Linked DNA regions of Zea mays: region 2 is linked to region 1. Evidence: chromatin contacts called from public Hi-C data. All regions are on one chromosome and are shown on one strand. The core of a region is the stretch at or near the end of the contact, and the rest is flanking DNA. Distances in the headings are between cores, read along the strand shown. Region 1 has its middle 74 kb from the start of LOC103632526. Region 2 holds the start of LOC100383441 (Structural maintenance of chromosomes protein 6B).

Evidence for each region. Hi-C and Micro-C count contacts between places; a contact is called where the count stands out from the background.
Region 2: a contact with region 1 is called in a Hi-C map of ear, with 3 times the contacts expected there. The contact joins the promoter of LOC100383441 here to the enhancer-like site in region 1. A contact is called at or near these places in 2 of 25 Hi-C or Micro-C datasets (ear and leaf).

Annotation. Positions count from the first base shown.
Region 1 is chr7:85,218,981-85,223,314 of Zm-B73-REFERENCE-NAM-5.0, forward strand. No RefSeq gene overlaps it. Among protein-coding and RNA genes, the nearest start is that of LOC103632526, 74 kb to the left of the region's middle. Within about 2 kb of position 2,356, at least 15 of the 20 cell types and tissues checked have an H3K27ac peak or open chromatin away from gene starts, as enhancers often do. A contact at or near this core is called in ear and leaf, where this site is marked.
Region 2 is chr7:85,589,369-85,593,702 of Zm-B73-REFERENCE-NAM-5.0, forward strand. LOC100383441 (Structural maintenance of chromosomes protein 6B) reads left to right here and starts at 2,625. Exons shown (of 28, transcript NM_001176091.1): 1 at 2,625-2,771; 2 at 2,870-2,975; 3 at 3,416-3,549. The coding sequence starts at 2,663.

The DNA.
Region 1 (4,334 bases), core at 1,106-3,605:
TGGCCCGCGATTTATACCCAGGCGGTAAGTCCGAGGGGATGGAGGTAGGGACGAGATTCCCGGCCGGAATCGCGCAACAGAACAGAGTCTGTTGGGGTGTTTCGTGATGGCAGGTAGATGGAGCACCTGGCGCCTAGGCCCATGATGCCAGCGCGACAGGACACAGTGCAGGCGCGCGGCACTGCAGTCTGGGTAATGGGACCCATGCGTCAGTGACACGCAACCAGGGACCTGTTCACGGTGAACAAAAGGAATAGAAGCGCAGGAGACTGGGCCAGATTGTGGATTCGTCCCAGGTAGAACAAGGTGAGGTCTTCTCTTTCTTATTTTCTTGTTTTATTTCCTGTTTTATATTTCTATTCAAATCCAGGTTTGAATTTTTAAATTTTTAAGTTAGATGCACAAACAAACTCCAACATGATGCAGGTATAATTTATTTTAATTAATTTATTTATGCAAAAAAAATGATTCAATTATACCTTCCGCACAATATTCTTTTCCCATAAGTTATTTCATTTTAAATATTTCTGTTAAGGGATGCATTTGTATATAGTTCATAAAGAGAATAATAAAAAGTCTTCCTTGTGTTTATGGTCCCAAGCTTTTAAGTTTATGTTTTTTTTCAGAATAACATTTAAAAATGAGGAACCTTATTTTAAAATACCTTTTAACCCTAAATCTTATAAAGAAATATTTATAAATCTTAGAATAGGATTTTGGGTGTTACAAATCCCCAAACATGAAAGTTGCTTACATTTGTTACTCTATCACTTTGATACATACACTTTTGACTAAAAGTGCATAGAACTCAAAATCACGCAATAGGGCACTAATTAGGGTTTTAGGGTTCCAAATTAGGGTTTAGAGTGTTCTAGGGTACATGTGGCACTTAAGCCCTCTAAGTTTAACCTTTCTTGAACATTTCTACTAACTTTTGAGATCATCATCTAGTGCTCATCTCACAAGTCCACATGCTTCTAATCCTTGGGGAGATACTCTAACCTAGGATCAAGGGCCCCTTTGACCAAGTCAGATCATCACAGATGTTTGTTTTGATATTTTAGCCTAGTGGATGCATCCTAGGTGTATCATACATAATGAAATGTCAATGCATATGATGTCATGCCAAAGTTTTAGTTCTCGTAACACCAGGAGTGTTACACTTGTCCTACCCAAGACAACCATGATCTAATCTAAAGTTAGTTACTTAACATGTTAGTTAATCCTAGTGAAATAGATTAGACCCTACCCTTATAGACTTGTTTTAACCTAAATTAGTGCCCTAGACCAACTTGGCCATGGAAAACGACCTAACCAACATGTTCATGATGACCACCTATTCCAACCTAACATCAAAACAGATATTGACCTACTTAATGTAGTCTATACTACTCACAGTTATCTTAGCCATATGTCTCTAACTTTGATGGTAACACCAAGCCCCCAAGAAGGAAGAGAAATCAACCTAGTCAAGGAAGGATATAGAAGTCAAAGCAGATCTCGAGATGAATCAAGAACTCAACACTTCACCTGGAGTCTTTCTTGGCCCAAAAGCTTTCTTACCGAACTTATCCTTGCTCTAACCATGACTCCTCCTGCCTAACAACTGGCTAGACACAATTTGGTAAACACCTCTAATCAATGTTAAGAAAAAAACACAAACAAACTAATCCGCAAACCAAACTAATTATGCTCCTTTGTCTTACTAATCTTGAGGGCAAGATTATTTTTAAGGGGGTAGAATTTGTAACGCCCCAAAATTCTACTTCGAGATCTAGGAGATGGTATTCCAAGATTTAAATAAAAGTCTTTTATAATCAGAGATTAAATAAAATACCCTCATATAACTTAACCGGCCTTTGTTGAATATTATGATTAGAGATATCCTCCAAAAGAATTAAGTTAAAAAATAACTTAATAAATATAATACACTAGAAAATCCTCTCTCTTAAATAAATATGAACATAATTTTAAATTGGCATACATTCAAGAGTAATAAGTATTCTATAATATGTATTGTGTATTTGGGCATTTCATACTTGAATCATTTGCTCCAATAATTGAATAAAATAAATAATATAAATAAATTTGCATTCCATGTCGGTATTTATTTGTTTGTGATACATTTAAGTGGAATGAGGAATACTAGTTTAAATTTAAATTCAAGATTTTAAGTTAAAATAAAAAAGGTAAAAAAGTGTAAAACAGAAAATAAGTAAAGGAAAAAAGAGAGAAAAGGGCTCCTACCAGCGCCTGGGTTGAATCCCTCTAGCAGGCCTACTTCCCCACCGCGTGCACGGCCTAGTTTTTCACCCAATGCACAACACAGCGGGTCGGCGTTGCATATGTGATTGCACTGATGTCCGGGGTCCACAGTGCAGCCGCAAGCCCTCACCCCTGTTCGCGCTCGGTTGATGCCAGGTGGGCCAATCCTGTCAAGTCTCTCCCTCGGGTCGTTGCGGCCCCGGCGCAAACCTTGGATCACCGTCGACTTGCGCGCGATTACAGCGGGCGCCTCAACTGACTCTCCACTGAGGCCATAAATTCGTGCATTGGATCTCGTCCCCTCCTTTCCCTTTCATCAATCCTAATCCCCATAAGGGCTTGTTTGGATAATCTGATATTGAAGTGGATTGAGGTGGTATGTGGTGTATTGGAGTGTAATATGAACTAATTTTTTTTCAATCCCCTTCAATACACCTCAATCCACTTCAATCCCACTATAACCAAACAAAGCCTAAGGGCATGTTCGGTTACAGTAATCTAGAGGGGGATTGGAGGGGATTAAATCTCCTCCTAGTCAAAAATAACTAGGCGGGGATTTAAACCCCTCCAATCCCCCTCTGGATTGGTGTAACCGAACAAGCCCTAACCGGTATCGAGAGAAAGAAGGAGAGAGTGTGCCCCTTCGTCAATTCGGTCCCACACCGCCGAGGAAGCCTCGATCTACGGCGTCGTACAGTCAAGGAGGGCGGTGCTGAGCTTTGTCATCGTGTGGAGGAGCTACGTGTAGCATTATCAAGCGGAGCCTCGACCATCTCCCACAAAAACTGCTCGCTTGAGTGATTGGGGCGCCGCGGATCCGCCCCTCGTCGTGGCCAGAACTCACCACTACTCGGGCATCGGTAATGACCCCTCCATGTTGTTCGTGTTGTTATATACTCTGTGTGGGTGTTTGCGATCTAGCTTGGAGGGCTCTGGTGTGATTGCTGGTGTGCTCACTGGGCAACGCCACCACGTGAAGCTCCGCTTTACCGCTCTCTTTCGAGGGAGTTGCTGTCACGGAACCTAGGCCCACCTACAAATGTCCTCATCCTAAGGACCTCAGACAGTCATACAGGTGCGCACAATGACTCGATACTGCATAATGACTCGATAGGTTCGGTTATCTGTATCTCCATCATATCTCTCAGAAGCGCTTAACCCATAACATAGACATTACACATCATCGGAGTAAGCGGAAAGGATTACAATAACATAATTTACATTCATAAGTAAAATATAGAAAGAGTTGATTATTACATATCCGGGTACTGAGTGCTTAAACTTATTATTATTACATCATAGGAAGGCAAAACACATTCCCTAGGTAAGTCTTAGTTCTCCTCCTCCTGCTTGGGAACCACCTTGGAACAGAAACAACAGAACTCAGTAGTTTCATCACCTACAGCAACATGGGTTTGAAAACCCTGAGTACGGAGTGTACTTTCGCAAGTCTTACCCGTCAAAGGAGAAGACTCTCAAGGATATGCTGGCCTTTGGGAATCAAGGTAAAGCTTATCAAGATTCAAAGACTCTTTTGCAAAAAAGCTTACTATGAGTGGATCCTTAAGAATTCATTTTACTTATCAAGTTAAGTAGTTATCAGCATCTAGATTTCTTTCTATTATAGATCAAGCACTTGACCTAAACTAGCCATCTTTTTATCACCCCTTCAGTTCACATGTTGCTACGTGTAGGTCAGTGACCAAGTCTTCATGTCCGAGAAGTAACGGTGATCCGAATCGATTAATACCCAACTGGGGATCTCCAACCACATGACATATGTAGCACTTAAACCTTGCATATGTCAACTCGCACTCGGGTTTCTCAAGACCAAAATGGGTTCATGCCAACCGAGAGCACAAATACTCCACCGTCCAGCTTCTTGCCACGGAGGGTACACGCTTCTCTCGCCATCTCTCCACTCCCATTGCGTGGTAGCCTTTTTGGTATTGGTCCGACCAAGGCAAAGCTTACCCATGACGAGGCATATGGCCAGTTAAACGGTCCTCGATCAGCCGGACTACATCGGCTCGGTCCTTAAGCGACTCAGACGGAGACATTACACCGAG
Region 2 (4,334 bases), core at 1,375-3,874, 370 kb after region 1:
CTTGATGAAGCAAATCGACAGCCTTGGAGACATCAGGTACTACCGGAGAACTTACCAAAGCCCCTTGACGCTTACCAGCAGCGCAGGTTGACACAACTAGAGATGGCAACGGGTACAAACCCGCTGGGTTTTGCCGTCCCAAACCCGTACCCGTGAAAAATTTCTATGCCCATTGAAAAACCCGTACCCATGACGGGTTTGAGATTTTGCCCAAACCCGTACCCATCGGGTTAGCGGGTACCCATGGGTTACCCGCGGGTTTGATCTCTAATATACTTGTTCTTCTCATAATCAATAAGTATCGTAATGATTAATGATATCATGATCCAAAATCTATGTAATGAACAACGAGTTCATGATTTGGTATAAAAATTATTAGTAAAAAGAATGAAATATAAATAATAAGTTGTATAATTAAGTAACCTTGCACTAAGTTATCTATCCACCACATATATAACGCTAGTAAAAACTATAATAGCAAGCAAGCAACACTCTCACCGACTACTGATACATTAACCGATTGATAAAAAATACGAAGTAAATAAGGAATAACAAGTTTATTGTTCGTTTATAAAATAAAATGATAATATGCACTAGGTTTGGTCGGGTTTAAAAAACCCACGGGTTCACGGGTTTGGGTACTATAGGAACAAACCCGTACCCATAAACCCGTCGGGTATAGATTTATGCCCATTAACAAACCCATGGGTATGAAAATTGACCCAAATCCGTACCCTAATGGGGTAAAAACCCATCGGGTTTCGGGTTTCGGGTACCCATTGCCATCTCTAGACACAACCCCTCCAGGTACAGACCTTCTGTGGCTCCCTCCATCTCTGATTTGAACATGAGCAGCTCTATCCCCGATGATCCGGCCCCTAGTCGATGTTCCCCTTCCACCGCGCCAAAAGCTGTGACGTCCACGACCTCCTCCCCGACGCATCAAGGACTGGTCACCTCCTCCATAACTGGGGTGGAACATTGGCTGATTTCCGCCCCGGCCAAAGCCGGATCCCTGTCCCTGACCAGCGACAAAGCCACCTGCTCCACCGTGCTGTTGATGACCTGAAGCATACCCGCTTGCACCCCCGGATTGCTGATGGTCTCTACCACTGCCATGGCCTCCAAGATCACTGCCAAGCACCATTGTATGCCTTGCTGCGTCCACGTATGAGATGGTGGCTGACTTCCTGAGAGTTGAATGAACTACCCGAGCACTAGTCACCCAGGTGCCCGTACGTGCAAAAAGGGAAGCCAGCCCTGGCGTAGGTCTGTAAGGAATTCCAGGGCTGAGTTTCAGCTGCTGGGCTCTCCCAAATCTACGCCTACCATACACATACAAACTATGGCTCCTTGTATCCGGAAATGAAGATGTGAGCGATTCCTGCAGATTTGCCCGATCTCCAGCCTTTCCAAATAAACAAGGAAGCAAATTTGAAGCTGCCTCCGGCGGCCCCACTAACACAGCCGTACATTCCGCCTTCTTCAACCCTTGAACACGACGCCCATCGTCGTAACTTGGTTTCCGGCGCTCTTGCGCCATTGATAGGACATCTCCAAGTGTGAGCTTCGGCGAACACCGTGGCGATGGCAACTTGCCCTGCCATGGCTTCACCTTACTCCTAGAAGAAGAGGTCAAAGGAGGAGGATGAAGCGGACTATGAACAGGCGTCCGCATAGGTCCCGACCTGCAGACCCCCACTGCGCATTCACCAACGGACTGCAACGTCTCCATCCACTCGAACTTTGCCGGAGCTGAGTCCCATCCCGGTTTACAGCCACCACCTCCAGCCGCAGAAACATTACCCAGATCAGGCAGCGGAGATGCAGAACACGCTGGCGAAGAACACGTACTGGTAACCTCTCCATGATGGGCACCAGTAACATTTTCCGCATGCAACAAATTCTCCGTTCCACCGCCAAAGCACGAATGCCATCTGCTTCTGTAGGCGCAAGCGTTTTCCGGCGACAACCCTTCCGCGCGTATGTGACCAGACCTTGCTGTCGCATGATACTGACCCTAGACCGACCCCCGTCGAGAGGCAGGCCACAATGGCCGACCTTAACGGCGACCGCCCACCTGACTACCTTGAGAAAGACACTTACCTGACCGTCCAGATCGCGAGTAACCTTGTCGCGAGCGCGGCCGCTGACGGTGGAAGCCGAGACAGAGCGACGGACGACGACGACGCGACCTTTGATGGTTGCAATATAGTGTTGAAATGACTAAATTAAAATAAAAAAATTATGTATGACCAGGATCACAAATAAATTACAAGACCTTTTTTCATAACATAACAATATAACACATATTTTATATATAAGTTATCGTAGTATTATATGTTTCCGTTGTAAAGCATTATCACTCACCTCGTCGAGTTACATGGCTAGTCTAATGGAGAATTATTTTACTGTTGAGTATTTAAAATTTATCTTAACAAACCATTTAACTAGTATTTTGGAGATACTTCAGTGAATTTTAAAGTTGTTTTCGGAGATGCTCTAAACTTTAGAAAAAGAAACAAATCGCAAGCCCTTCCAACTTCCCGGCGTCACGCGGCTATTTTGAGGGCTTCTGGCGGGCTTCATCCCAGCAAAATCGCCACTCAACCTTTCGGGTTCAAGCTTCCACCCCAAAGGAAGCGGCGCGTGGTCGCTGGCGATGGCGGCGGGGACTATCTCCCGCATCCGGCTAGAGAACTTCATGTGCCACTCCAGTCTCCACATCGAGCTCGACAAGCACGTGAATTTCATCACCGGCCAGAACGGAAGTACGCCTCCCAAACCCTACCCCCGTCCCTCTCGCCATTTATCGCGGTGCCTCCTGACGCATGGTGCTCTTCTCTTCTCCTACGACGTGGCGTTGCAGGCGGGAAGAGCGCCATCCTTACGGCTCTCTGCGTCGCCTTTGGCTGCCGTGCTAAGAACACCCAGCGCGCCGCCTCCCTCAAGGATTTCATCAAGACCGGCTGCAGGTTGCGTTGGCCTTCTCTCTTTGCCGCCATTCTTTCTTTTAGCCCTGATTTTTTTAGTTACTGATTTTCTAAATAAATAGTTAAATCCGTTTTAGGGCTAACAACCTTTGTGGACTTCCGTTACTGCGTTGAGCTGTTTGACTCTCGTCCGTAGATGTGACTAATAGATACATATGAGTGATGATTATGGAGAACTGCAAATATTGTGCCACACACCTACACCTAGTTTATTTTCAATATGCTCTCAAGTTCAAGGCCTTTGCAATGTATTGCATCTGAAAAATGTAAAGATATTTTCTCGACTGTTTTCATGCATATAGTGGATTCTTAATATGCCACACATATTCTTCACCATACAACCTTCCACTTAAGGTTCCGTGGCCCCTGTTTGCAACCAGCTGTAACCTGGTCTATTATTTTCATCTTCTCTACTACTACAGCTATGCAGCAATTACTGTGGATATTAATAACCATGGGGAAGATGCGTTTAAGCCTGAAGTATACGGGGACACTATTATATTGGAACGCAGGATTACTGAATCAGCTAGTTCTACAGTTTTGAAGGATCAACATGGTAAAACTTCCTGTTCTAGCGTTCCTGATTGTCGGTTGTGTTCGTCTATTGTAAGGGACATTTCTTGGGTGAATTTACTGCCACCAAGTTGTCAATTATTGCTTGTGTTTTCATTCTAATAGATTGTGCCATTTGCTTTAACATTATTGAGTTTTAGAGGTTATTAATTTAAAAACTCGGCCAGTAGGGGAAAGACCGCCCCCCATGGTATTATATTAAGAAGGAGCTCAATCAGCGCCCCGACCGAGAAAGGTCACGAAAGCTGCCCCTCCATGCAACATGATGGTCGTCCCATATAGACCAGATCTTTACTCGTGCTTTGAGCCTTTCCAGCCTCTACACACGGATCCACCCCCTATAGGCCAGTTCATCTCGTGTGCACACAACCAGAGGAATCAACAAATGACCTTTTAACCTCAGCCTGAAATTCGCTCCCACTGGGATTCAAACTCAAGACCTAAGGAGTGCTACTCAGACCACCTAACCAACTTAACTACAGGCCCTTTCGCGAGATCATTAATTTAAACCGTTGTCTTTATCTAGTCACTTGTAAGGTTGGTTTACAATAGACACTTCTCATGACTATTGAGTTCACTCCCCTTTTTTCCGTGCACTTTGCAAGGTAGGCCTTGCTGTTTTCAAAATTTTAGCACCCTTGCCCTTGGTTTATAATCAATACTGAGGCAGTGCTGCAAACATTTTGGTAATTAGCCCTCAATCTGCAAACCCCCCTTAAAATATTATTTTGTCGATTTTTTCTTTTATTAGTTGTCCCAACCGTACTT